3 separate regions of the Mus musculus genome follow, and all the other regions are linked to region 2. The links are chromatin contacts, called in public promoter capture Hi-C maps. All regions are on one chromosome and are shown on one strand. The core of a region is the stretch at or near the end of the contact, and the rest is flanking DNA. Distances in the headings are between cores, read along the strand shown.

Region 1 (4,268 bases), core at 958-3,457, 600 kb before region 2:
TTGAACTAAAGGCAGTTTATGAGTGTGACGAATCATTAGGCAGAACAAGCACTCCCTCTATTTATGTTACATGCACATTAAAAGTCTGGTTAGTGTGTATGTCAATTTTAAATGGATGTTTTCTTAAGGTAACATTTCTGAAATGACAAAATGAGAACAACCCCTACAAGAAATGACTAGTTGGGCTGGAAGAACAATAGTTTATCAAGTCATGTACAACATAACAAACCAACACTCATGCACCTGTGCAATGTATGGGAGCCACAAGAGTATTTTTCAAACAAGAGGAAAATGAAAGTATAACATTCATGTTTTAGAGACTTCATTCTTTTAGTACCAACTGAAGAGTCATTTCTCACTTCTAACAGATCTTATTCTTCTGAGTATGCATATCTTCTTGGAATTATTAGTTTTCTAAGCATAAAACAGTACAAAGAAACAAAGAGCCAGATGTAGAGACACAATAATCATACACCAGTAGTTTAAAAGAAGAGATCCATGGGGCCAGTATAAGACCCCTTCCTAAGACTGTCATGTTCTTTATGAGTAGCCTTGTCCTAGGTATAAACTGCTATAATATAGAAATCCTCCTAATCCATACTGTCTTACAAAATCCTTACTCATCTACCCAGTTGCTATTTATCCACTAGGACTTCAGCCTCCTTTGGAATATATGTTTCCAAATGTAAACACCTTCTCTCTCTTAACTCCACGAACCTACTCCTTCATTTTCAATCCATATCTCAATATACTCCACCACTGTTTATAGACAGACCCAGATCAAAAGGGCTTGCTTTGTTTTTGTTCATCACCTCTAATGGTCATGATGACCAATGGATACTGCCTAAATACATATGAATTTCTTTTCACTCCATCTCTACAGTCACTTGCCATTGCCTAAGCTTAAGGCCTTAATGAATTTATCAGCTCCTAGCAGGACAGAGGGCCTCTTATCCTCTCCAACCTTCCTTCGTCCACTCTTAGGTCAAATCTCTACTTCATCACCAGAGTACTCTTCCTATCAAAGTCATTAAGGCTGGTTAGAGGGTCAATTATCAGATGAGCACTCTTGCCTCCTAAACAAAATCACAGGTATTTGGGCCTCTGACTTGTTAGCAATGTTCAATGTTCCCAAGGAGAAAAACTACTTACAGCACATGCCCAAGAAGCCACTTGCATCTCTCAGATAGCAACACCATTCAGTCTTTATAACATGCCCTCTATTGCAAAACTAGAGCATTCCTGGTTACAAATTAACCATGCCATGAACTCTGGGATGACATTTGCAAAGCTGATGCACAAAACAAAGACCAAGTGGAAAAAAAAGGGCTTAAAAATTAAGGTTTGTACTCTGGGTAAAATTTAGATAAGATTTGGCTTCTGCATACATACTTCATTCAAAATAGTTCTTCCTGTCAGTGTTAGGCCATGATTACATTTGAGAAGAAGGTTTACAGACAAGAGACTTGGGGACTCTTTTGAATTGGTGTTATAGGATGGTTTGTGTATATGTGGAGAACATGTTGTCGAAACTAGGCTTTTTAGTGCTCAAAGGGAAACGCGTCATTTCTTCTGATCACTAAAATCCACTACACCTCCCCCTAACCCAAGGACTCCAAAATATAGTACAAATGGGGCCAGGAATGTGGAATTAAGACTACTAGCTTCTTACTGAGATTGGCTGTGTGCTAAATACAAAGAAGCAGATGAGACAAACAGATTTCATTCAGAAACTCCAGTTTAGCCTCTGTCACTTTCTAGGTATAGTGATACTGATAAAAGTGACTTCTCTACTATTTGACCATGCACAGGACAAGACACAAAGTATCTGATTTCCCACATGGCTACCTCAAGAACTACCTTAAGGGACAATTTGTTAATCAAGGGAGTAGGGAACTATCTGGGCTAGTTCAAGTTAATGCTACATATAGTTTATGGAAGGACTTGAAATCTAAAATAAATATGAAACACTTAAACTTAACTCAATTGGGAAGACACTGGGGGTGGTGTAGAAAAGAAAGTGGGGTCAGTAAGGGTGACTATATTATGTAATTTACATTTTCAATCAAATACAGTAAAGCTCTATAGTAACAAAACACCAGATTGAGCACTAGGGTTTTAAAGCTTAATACAGCGCATTCATACTTCATCATAGTGGTCATTATGATCTCATGACCCCACTTCCCAAACTCAGTTGGTCACATCTCACATACAGGATGGTCACTGGTCCCAGAGAAAGACCATACCAAGTTTGAGTCTCTTGACTTTTAGTTCAGTTAGAATTCTACCCTAATAATACAACATATTTTCTGTTTTCTCAGATGCTGTAAGATCCAGTAAACCCTTGGAGAAGACACAAGGTAAGAAAAGAAAATTCTAAACCTGTGCCCTCTGGTGGCATATTTGGACAATGGCATAGGTTCAGGTTTTCAATGAAAATTAACTTAAGGAATCAGATGGGACACACACACACACACACACACACACACACATATATATATATATTCATACATATATACATACTACATACACACATACATATACATACTTACCTACTGGCATACATACATAATACATACATACATACAAACATACATACATACATACATACATACATACATACATACATACATACTAGGGAAACAGAGGCAGGAAGATCAAATTATGAATTTTAAGCCAGTGGGTTACACAATGAGACAACAGCTGAAAACTAAAACAACCAATTTTTAAAAGAACTTAGTCAAGTACACACCAAGCACTGACTTGATCCCTCCTAAGGAAAGTGGACAATAGTCTAATACCAAACCTTACTTCACAAAGTTCCCAGTACCTCTACTTGATGAAGACCAAGCTTTCAACACATGAACTCTTAGCAGACACATCAAAACCATACTGAAACTATACAAAAATATTGTTCAGAAGCTCATTTCACAGTGCCTACCTTACCCATTCTGAGATTTCAAAAACTCCTAATTCTTTTCCATTTCATCAGCAGAAATTGGTTTCTCCTCTCACTGAAATATACAACCTATACTTCTGCTTTCAGCAAACACATTCTTTTGTTAATTTTTTTATTCTTTTATTCTTATTTTACAGTCCACTCTTCATCCCTCTCCCAGTCTACCCCCTGACGGCTCCCCATCCCATACCTCCTCCTCCCTTCTTTAAGAGGATGTACCCATCCTCCCACCCTCCCACCCCTGACCCCTCTACCCTCCTACCCCTTCAGACCTCCCCACTCCCTGGGGCCCCAAGTCTGTCGAGGGTTAGGTATATCTTCTCTCACTGAGGCCAGACCAGGCAGTCTTCTGCTGTATATTTGTCGGGGGCCTCATATCAACTGGTATATGCTGCCTGACTGGTGGCTCAGTGTCTGAGAGATCTCAGGGATACAGGTTAGTTGAGACTGCTGGTCTTCCCATGGGGTCACCCTCCTCCTCAGCTTCTTCCAGCTCTTCCTCAATTCAACCACAGGAATCCCCAGCTTCTATCCAGGTGTTGTCCTGGTTGGGTATCTGCATCTGACTCAGCTGTTTGTTGGGCCTCTTGTAGGGCAGCCATGCTCGGTGCCTGTCTGCAAACACACCATAGCATCAGCAACAGTGTCAAGTCCTAGGGCCTCCTCTTGAGCTGCACCCCAATTTGGGCCTGTCACTGGACAGGTTCTTTTCCTCTGTTTGTCTCTGTGGTTCCTTTAGACAGGAACAATTCTGGGTCAGAGCTTTTAACCATAGAATGGTAAACCCATTCCTCACTTGATGCCCTGTCTTTCCACTAGAGGTAGACTCTACAAGTTCCCTCTCCCCACTATAGGATATTTAATCTAAGGTCTCTCCTCTTATAATTATATTTAGCATAGTTTTAGCATTGTGTTAAGCTAATCTCAATAGCACAGTGACTAGAACATAACTTAAAAGTGTTACCATTTCAATTAATTCATTAAGATCCCAAATTATGTACATTAATTTTGATAAATACCCTAATTTGTTGCCATACAATACCTTCCAAATTTTATTTTATAAATGTTTAATATTTATTCAGTTACTTTCATGCTTACACTTCTCCTCCTGGTTTCATTTGATATTTGACCTCCCAAATAGTCTAAGAGAAAGAATGGGACCTCATTGTGTATATAGATGTAGAGAAAATAACAGGTATGGAATGGTAAGAGAAGCAAAGTAGCTTCCTTCTGGTTATATAAGGTTTAAAGGTTTGTAAGTCCTGGGTCTTTAAGCAAAGGAGAAACAGCTTCATGAGACTAAGAAAAA
Region 2 (4,352 bases), core at 614-3,113:
GGAAGGCAATGGCTAGAATGTAAATAAATAAAATAAGTAAAAAAAAGAGTTGCCTCGGTCATGGTATCCTTTCACAGCGATGAAAATCCTAACTAAGACACTTATTAATGAGCATAGCATGCGATACATTAAGTTCCAGGACAATATCAGCAGCGATATTCAAGATTGTTTGTAATTCCTAAGTATTTTACAGGAATATTCATAATTGGACAATGAAAAGAATGCCATGGTATTTTAAATGTGGTTTTAGAGAAACAATTATTTGCAAAGACTTGAAGTACATTATGATCAAGACAAATTTTAGCGCAATAGACATAATTCAATTTGAAAACTGTTTTCTTTATACAATCAGTGAAGTGTTTGTTTATAAATGCAAAAGTGTTCTAAATCCCCAGCTCCAGCTCCAAGCTGGAAGTGGGCCTGATCTTAAGACAGAGTATCTGGGTAGCCCTGGCTGGGTTCAGCGTACAGAGAAGGAACCATCCAATCCTGATGCTCTTTGCCATAACTAGAACCATAAGCATACTGACGGACAATGGCGGCTGGAACTGTACAAATGAAGGAAGACAAAGGCTATCCACATTTGCTGCATTTATTGACCTTTTACTGTGAAGAAATGGAGAAACGATGTGCCTTAATACACCTTCAAAGGGTGACTTTGCGCTAGGAAACACTCTGCCTTGGGATTTTGCTTTGTTGGTGGTGGTGATGGTTGCGTTTTTCTTCCACAAAAATAAATACTTGCTTGTGACATATACCTGCTTCGCCAGAAACCGCCCAAGTCTTGGAAGATTTAGCCTGGAGACACTCCTTGGGGCAGAGTTCACTGGCTCCAGGACTCCTAGTCTGAGTGTCCCAGTCCATTGTCTTAGCCACATGGCCCTATATCTTTATTTTGAATACCTTGCCAACTTCTCAGGACCTTTTATTTGCATTCTTTCTGTAAGCCAGTTTTCACTTTCACTCTATTCTTTTCCTGTCGGGATTGAGTTATCCTAACAACAACAATAACAACAACCAGCCCTCAAATAATTCCTCACAGCAGAACTCTTTCATTTTAGTGCGTAGGCTGTTGTGCAGCATTGTCAAGGTATCAAGAAAATAGGCTGCCCTGCCCTGCAAGGAATTTCGGGTGTTTGTTTGTTTTTTAAGGTTAAAAAAAAAAAAAAGAAATACCTAAAAAGTTGGAGTAGAGATTTTTCAGCCAGTAGTCAAATAAACAGAGGCAGCATGGGGGAAGGGATAATCGCAAGTGTGTGTGTGTGAAGAAGTGTTTTCTGAGATTTACATTCTTCTGGTATGAATGGACAGAATTTAATTTAGGCAAGGCTTTTGAATAACAAGTCTATTCACCCACTGTGAGAGCGTGGGTAAGTAACTTCGCTTGCTAGCGCTTAGCGAGCAAAGCGGAGGATCCACTTTGAAAGATTTCCCTGAGGATTACCTGAGAAATCACCTACTACCTAATAGGCGCAAAGTAAATGGAAGTTGCTGCAGGCTACTGCTTCCTGGATGGGCCATTACTCAAAAATGCCGGAAACTTTGTTTTCAACAAACTAGTCCTCTCACTATAAAAGAACTAGGAACACTGCTGTCATACACGGGGTTAGCTTATTTGAAGCAAAAAGACAAAAGAAAACCCTCTTTAACTTTACACAGGCTAAACTCACTTAACTGGTGGCGGGAGCGCCTCAAAGGCGCCCCCAACCCACCCAACTAGTAACCCAGTGCATTGTGGGAAATGTAGTCTAGGGCTATATTAGACCGGGTACGGGAAAAGTGGATAGAAAACTACAACTCCCAAGAGGAGGTGAAGCGGGGCTATTTCCCAGTCTGGCAGTAGCTCCGTGGGAGGGAGTTGGCACTCTCTCTGCCTACGTGGGAGAGAAGGCACGGTTGGGGGAAGTGTGGAAAACCTCCGGAGGCGCCGCCGCCAACGGAAGACTTGGTGGGAGGAGAAGTAGAGGGGTAAAGACAGGCTGGGAGGGTGGAGGTGAGGAGGACAAATAGGTCGCCTCCGTTCCCGAGGCGGCACAAAGTTCTTCAAGATGTGGCTGAAGCCCGAGGAAGTGCTGTTGAAAAATGCGCTGAAGCTGTGGCTGATGGAAAGATCCAACGAGTACTTTGTCCTGCAAAGGCGTCGAGGCTACGGGGAAGAAGGAGGAGGGGGACTTACAGGTAAGAGGTTGTGGCCAGCTACACCTGCGTTAGGGCTGGGTCCGCTGTCACTGAATAGGTGGCAAGGCAAACAGTTACTCGTCGCTGCCCGCTGCCTCATCTTAAACCCAGGGCGACTGACTGGGGAATTCTGCTCCCGCCACCACCTTTCCTCTGCTACCACCGCGTCCTGACTGTCTTGCACAGGACTCCCAGTTGCTCTTTGGGTCTTACCGCGATAGGAGAAGCTAAGGGGGTTTCCAGTACCTGATGGGTCGCTTCCCATGGCGAAGGGGGCTGATGGGCAGTGCAGTGCGCTAGCTAGACTAGTCCCGTTAAGACAGGCGAGGAGAGCGGGTTCGCGGGTGTGGACTTAACTTTTTTTCCAAAACCTATACAAATAATCACCACCCTAGGGAGTGAGTGCGAGTGTGTGAGGGGCATTGCTAGGACATGGGAATCCTAAGGAGAACGAAGTGCCCCAATCACACCTTGAGAGAGAGGCTGCAAGTGAGATTTGGGTCGGGGCATGGGGCTGCTTGATGCTGGGGAAGTGAAGGAGTAGCCCTCAGAATTACTCACCTCCTCTCAGTTTCGCGTCTTTTGCTATATCCAAGTTTTCAACCCTTGGAATCCCTGTATTCTTCTAAGAGTACATTTCTCTCCAGTGAGTTTGGCTCTGCCCCTTCTTTCAAAGATGTGTAAACCAAACCAATTAAACAAGAAGGAGACTCAACTCTTCTAAGCCAGTCTCCCACAGTTGTTAATCTTAATTCAAAACTGGTCCATGTCTGAAGATTACAAAGAAGGCTGTTTTTAGATCCTTAGTCTTCCATAGGGGCTTTTTACAAATTTGGACCTTGGAGAGACAAGAGCTGTTTTTCATGGTAATTCTTAGTTTGGTATTAGGGCTTTGAAGTGGTGGAGCAGCTTAATTTGGGGAGGGTGATGTAGAGGGAAGAAGCAAAAATCTGACCACCTGAATTTTGATCATATCCTTACCTCTTGCCTGTTGGATGGCATTGATCAAATTCTTTCATATATGCAATCTTTTTTTTTTATGGTGGGTTTAAACTGCTTTTCTCTTCTGAGATTCTTTTTTTATTGATCATTTTATTTGTTTACATTTCAAATGTTATCCCCCTTCCTGGTTTCCCCTCCACACCCCCTTATCCCATATCTCCCTGCCCCCCTCCTCTTTGCCTCTATGAGGGTGCTCCTTCAACCAATCACCCACTCCTGCCTTACCACTCTTGATTCCACCTATGATGGGGTATAAAGTCTCATATATGCAATCTTAAGGTACCACTTTGTGCTAGAATTATAATTTTGGTCACTGCCTTTAAAGTGCTGGGTTGAGAGAGGAGGGTGGAAGTAGACTAGGAAGATTAACTAGTTTACTAGAAAAAAATAGAATCAGAACCAAAGGACTACTGAAGGGTTGAAGGAAGAAGTTTCGTGGCTTATGTGACATTGATCTTCTTTGGCTAAAAAGAATGGTGCTTACTCTATGGAGATATGCGTGTAAACTGTAAGATAATGTTCATAAAGGTATGTTTATGTTAAGGCGAGCCTCCTCTAATGTGGATAGAATTCATATGTCCTATGAGATATATGACTTTACAACTAACAATCATCTGACTTATCCAACTTCTAAAAAGGGCCTTCAGGCAGTATGGGAACAAAAATTGCCCCTATAATAAAAGTAGCATTTTACATTTTTTCCTGAACTTTAAAAATTACAAGTTGTTTTAGAGAAAAGTTTTCATTGAAATGACAGTTTCATTCAAATAGAAATTTCTTTTTAAAATTAATTACTTTCTTTATTTACATCCCAAATGTTGTCCTCCTCCTGGTCCCCCCTCCCAAAGTTCTTCAACCCATTCCCCCTTCACATCTGTGAGGGTCCCATCCCCCTTTCTCTGTGGTATCAAACAGGTCAATTAAAATGGATTTTCTCTTTACCCCACTCACCTCTTTTATTAGTTCCCCATTGCTAGAACACAAGGAACTTCGTCTGAAGAAATAAATGAAAATTTCTATCACTTGCAGATATGTGCTGTGATGAGTAACTTATAGTCAATTTGTATCTGCATGACTGTTTTCCTTGTGACAATAACATGCCTGAAATAACCACCAAAGTCATATAAATTTAACAAAATAACTCAAAAAGGAGCAAAGAGATATTTTAAATG
Region 3 (4,536 bases), core at 56-2,555, 660 kb after region 2:
AAGGAAGAAACAAGTTCTACAATGGTTCTCCTTCTTGTTGTTTTGAAAAAATGGTCACACCATGTCGCCCAGGTTGCTCTTGAGTTCCTGGGCACAAGTGATCCTCTATACTCACCTTCCCAGATGTCTGAGACTATAGATAAGGCCAACCACACACAGCTCTACTGATCTTAAGTCATTAAAATAGGATACGAATGTGATGCTATTTGATCATTTTGACCATGAAAGAAGGAGTTTGAGGTCTTTCCCAACTCACAGATGGCAATGCCAAAGAAAGGCTAGTGTGACAGCCACAGAGAAGCCAATGGGACTTGATTTCCTAACAAAGCTGCCTTCCACTCATCCTTCACAGAGGAATTGATCCAATGGGCCCTTAACCCAGTAGCAGAGAGGAGTCAGAATCAGTCCCACTTCAAGAAGAGCCTCCCCAAGATGTCTCTACAAGCTTTTCTCTGGTCTCCCATCAGTGACTCTGAAGTTCTGCTGTGAGAGTTACTTGAGAACACTGGCTGCTCTCTCCTCTTAAAGGACCTGAGCACTCTCCCCTTCTTGAGGAACTCCAAGCATAACAACCCAGACTTCAGAGACTCTGAGCTTGTCTCAGAAAAGACCACCTGGATCCAAACACCCTCCTCCTCCCTTTTCTATCTACCATGGAGTCGGGTACATACTAGAGATCTATCAAATATTAAGAAATGAGCTGTCTCTGCTAAAGAAGAGTGCCCGGAGTTGCCACTTGTTTTTAGTCCAGTTAGAAAAATGGGGGCCGGCGGGGGGGGGGGGGGGAGAGAGAGAGAGAGAGAGAGAGAGAGAGAGAGAGAGAGAGAGAGAGAGAGACAGACTGGTCTCCAGATACCACTTTGCAGTAATACAAAGCAGCGTTTGTTCCGGGTACCCCCCTAATTTAAGATCCCTGCGGGTTTTCTTTCTTGAGCCCACCAGTTCTCCCCTTGATCTCCAGGGGTGTTTGTTTTGCTTCCCCAGAGCCTCGGTTTTGTTTTGTGTACAATGAAAAGGGCGCTGGGATGAGAAAATGCATGCAAAGCACAGTGTCCAGATCTTAATAAGTGCTCAGCCAAGCGGCAGCTGGATTATCCATACACCTCTGTTCCCAGAGGGAGGGGTCCTCCAGGGACACCAGACTGCTCACGAGGTCCCGAATCCAGGTGCAAAAGAGGGGCTGTTTCTCAGCTCCCTGCTTAGTTCATCACCTCAGCCTCAGCTCTGGGGCTGAGCCAGTCGCCTCGTTCTTTAAGATTCTGGTCACAGCAGGGGCTGGGTTTCTAAGGCAGGCGTGATCTTTCTCTTCCTACAGACGCCGCTGCCGCCAGTGTCTGAGCTGGGCACTGGCAGGGGCAGTGCGCGGGAGAGACAGAGGGAGGGTTCCCGGCTCCGCAGCCACGCAGACCGGGCCTGGAGAGGGTCCCCGACAGTAAGTACTGTGCCCCAGAAGCCAGGCTAGGGCTTGCTTGGGAAAGGATCATATAGCTGGGCGTGTGTGGGGTTGTGAGGTCCGCAGAAATTGCTAGGGTCCTCACTGGCACCTCAGAGTGACTTGGGGGCAGTCTAGCACATGCCCCTTCTGGGTGAGTGGCCCTTCCTCGCTCCTTCCCGGGACAGAGGGAGGACGGGGCTTGGGGGGGGGGGGGGGTGAAGACAGAGGATTACAGAGTTCGCGCTTCGGGGGGTGTCATTTCTCTCCATCCCCCACCTCGAGCCCCCCAAGAATTCCTTCTAGTTGCCAAGCGGTCCTCGGGTCGGTTCGCGGAGCCACGGACGAGGAAATGGCAAGGCAAGATGCACGCGGGGCAGAGGTTTGGATATCCATGGCAAAGTGGCTGCAGGAGCGGGAAGTTTTCCTGCTGAGGGTGGGGGGCGGGGAGTGAAGACGGTGTAGAGAGGCGAGGAGAGCAGAAAGCTGGAGGAGAGGGAGGGCAGTGCTTCTAGGGGTTGGAACCAAAGCCCCCTGCCAGCAGCAGCCAGATCCTCCAGGATCCCTTCCAGGTGAGAGCTTTTGGGCTCCTGCAGGCAACTGAGTCCAGTGGGAAAAGGTCTGGGCTTCTAGCCTCCCTCCTCAGTTCCCCAGGCATAGTGGCTAGGTTGTGCTCTTTGGCGGTGGGGGAGGTGCACAGGGGATGCTGACGCGGTGTTGCTTTATAGGGAGGGGGCAGCTGAGACCTCAGTTTTCTCCAAACACAGCCAGGCTGAGAAACATGACCACTGTACCCACCTGGTGGTGCATTATTTACAGAAATATCATCCATTAGCAAGTAAGACTGGCAGGAACATTCCTGTCACTATTTTCTCTAGGCTGTGTAAAATTCAGACGGTGTTAGGGCAGACATAACAAGACCAGTATCTCCCCTCTGTTTTTCGACCCTCCACTACATTGGTCAGGCTTACCTCCCAGTAGTAACAAGTCATATGCAATAATAACAACTCTAGCTGTCATTTGCTTGGAGATTGCTATATGCCAGGCATAGCACTAAGCACTTTACATGCAGTATTTTATTCACTCTTCACAAATATCATGTAGGGTAAATACTAATATTATTCATTTTTACAAATGAAGAAATCAAGGCATAGAGAGGTGGGTCAAGACTAGTCCAACAACTAGTGAGGGGCAGGGCTAGGATTTCAACCCACTCTTTCTTCATACATATCCCCATTGATAACTATTGGAAATATTGGTAACAAGCTGGCTTTAATGGGCTAATAAAAACCAGGTTGATTTCCCTGTGGCAAAACTCATTTTAATTCTGTATTTCTGAAGTCAGGGCCCAGTCCCAAAGAATGTTGAATCAATTTTTCAAATTACCCCCCCCCCCATTACAAACTGTGGAGAAAGACAAACAGCGAGTTAGGACACAGCAGATCCTATTACTGGATGCCCAATGATAATATTAATTGCTAGTAGATCCTATAAATGAGCAGTTACTTTGCCAGCTCGTTTCATGTATTAAATCTTTTCATGGGTACTTCGAAGTGAGTCCTATAATGAGTCTCTCTTTATAGGCAAAGGAATGGGGCTTAAGAGTTCCAACCCACATCCAATAACCCCCAAACCATACCTGTTTTGGACAAATCTAATCATGAAAAGAGCAGTTTGTACTTACCACAGTCCCCAGCCATTTGCCCAGAAATCTCCACTCTCTTTTTCTTTGCTCGCTGCTCCCTTTACACTAAAGACGGAATTGCATAGATTGGTAGAGAGCAGGCTTCCAGGAGAAGACAGGGTTTCAGATGGATTTGGGTTTTGTTGTTGTACTAAGCGCCGTGCCTGCAACATCAATAAGTTGTTATGCTTTATAAGTTTTATTAATTAAACAAGTGTCTGGCTTGCTGGCTTGGAGTTGTTAATCCGATGTTATGGCTCTATCTGAATACCTCTGTTAGAAGTTAATTTAAATATATATATACATACATACATATATATATATACATACATATATATATATATATATATATATATATATATATATATATATATTTGCAATGATGGGGCAAAACTGACTTTGTACTCCCTAAGGAGGGGGAAGGGGACTTGTTTTGAAGCTTCAACTTGGGTGGCAGAAGCTGCAGTCCATACATGCATAATAGTATTCTTGTGCCTCCATCCCAGAATGGTCCCTGGGAGCTGAAACCTATGTGTAACTAGACCCCTTTGGGCTGTTCCTGGGTTATTTCTAACCCTTCAATGGGGTCCTTTCATTTCCTATTTTCTCAGCCCATTTGGAGGGATCGCATTTAATAGACCTTCTTCAAAATGTGGACAAAATCGGGTATGTGAGCTCCATGCCTTTAGTGTGTGGACTATGGCTGGATCTTACTAAACCTGCTGGAAGCCAACCTTCCCTGCTGCTCCTATAATAGGGGGCATCCAAGTATAGTTCCAGGGTGGTGCATGAGAAATGCTCTGGTAAGCCTGGTGCTTGCAGGGCTCTGGTGCTCATCTCTGTGGTCTCGTGAGAGTACATTGCATCATTTCATAAGGCCACATGAAAGGAGTCAGTGGGGGATGGTGCTCAAATGAAACTTTGGCTTGAATTTATTCTATAATTTCATCTAATTGCCGTGGCTTAAATACCCAGAGGTGTCCTTCTTTGCTGACTCTTCCTTATTATTCATTTGCTGTCAAAATTGACATTCCTTTCCTGGAATGTCCTTCTCACCTTCACTACTCTGCAAGGATAAGGGAGATCTGCTGGGAGGTACCTTCTCCGTGCTCCCACAGCATCTTCTGCTGCCCTCTGTGCAGCCAGGTGACCTGTGGCTTTGTGTTTGTTTACATACCTGCCTCCACATTTGACTGCAATCTCCTTGGAGGAAGAGGCTGGGTACCTAGTAGGTGTACAGTAGATTATTTTGAAGGAATTAGTTAATTCTATCGAAAAGCTGCAGAGGAGAGCCGCTCCTTTACAGCAAGGGACTTCGCCATCCTTCCTTTGATAAGAGGGTGGAGCAGAAAGAGAACTTGCCTTATTCTTCAAGAAAGCCCTGTCTCTGTGGAGTTTAATCTATCAAAATAAAAGTATA

The links. Promoter capture Hi-C pulls out the DNA fragments that hold promoters and counts their contacts.
Region 1: a contact with region 2 is called in a promoter capture Hi-C map of liver, with 2.6 times the contacts expected there. The contact joins the promoter of 4930513O06Rik here to the promoter of Tbc1d8b in region 2. A contact is called at or near these places in 10 of 39 promoter capture datasets (the 3T3-L1 cell line, cranial neural crest, frontonasal cranial neural crest and 5 more).
Region 3: a promoter capture Hi-C map of embryonic stem cells shows a contact between it and region 2, with 2.4 times the contacts expected there. The contact joins the promoter of Frmpd3 here to the promoter of Tbc1d8b in region 2. A contact is called at or near these places in 2 of 39 promoter capture datasets (both in embryonic stem cells).

The regions. Positions count from the first base shown.
Region 1 is chrX:139,084,036-139,088,303 of GRCm38.p6, forward strand. 4930513O06Rik (RIKEN cDNA 4930513O06 gene) reads left to right here and starts at 2,208. Exons shown (of 4, transcript NM_029174.1): 1 at 2,208-2,360. Serpina7 (serine (or cysteine) peptidase inhibitor, clade A (alpha-1 antiproteinase, antitrypsin), member 7) reads right to left here and starts at 1,184. Exons shown (of 6, transcript NM_001382372.1): 1 at 1,153-1,184.
Region 2 is chrX:139,683,133-139,687,484 of GRCm38.p6, forward strand. It overlaps Tbc1d8b (TBC1 domain family, member 8B), which reads left to right and starts at 1,864. Exons shown (of 21, transcript NM_001081499.2): 1 at 1,864-2,178. The coding sequence starts at 2,049.
Region 3 is chrX:140,340,958-140,345,493 of GRCm38.p6, forward strand. Frmpd3 (FERM and PDZ domain containing 3) reads left to right here and starts at 1,306. Exons shown (of 15, transcript NM_001320946.1): 1 at 1,306-1,432. The region is part of intron 3 of Gm32113 (predicted gene, 32113); the gene reads right to left.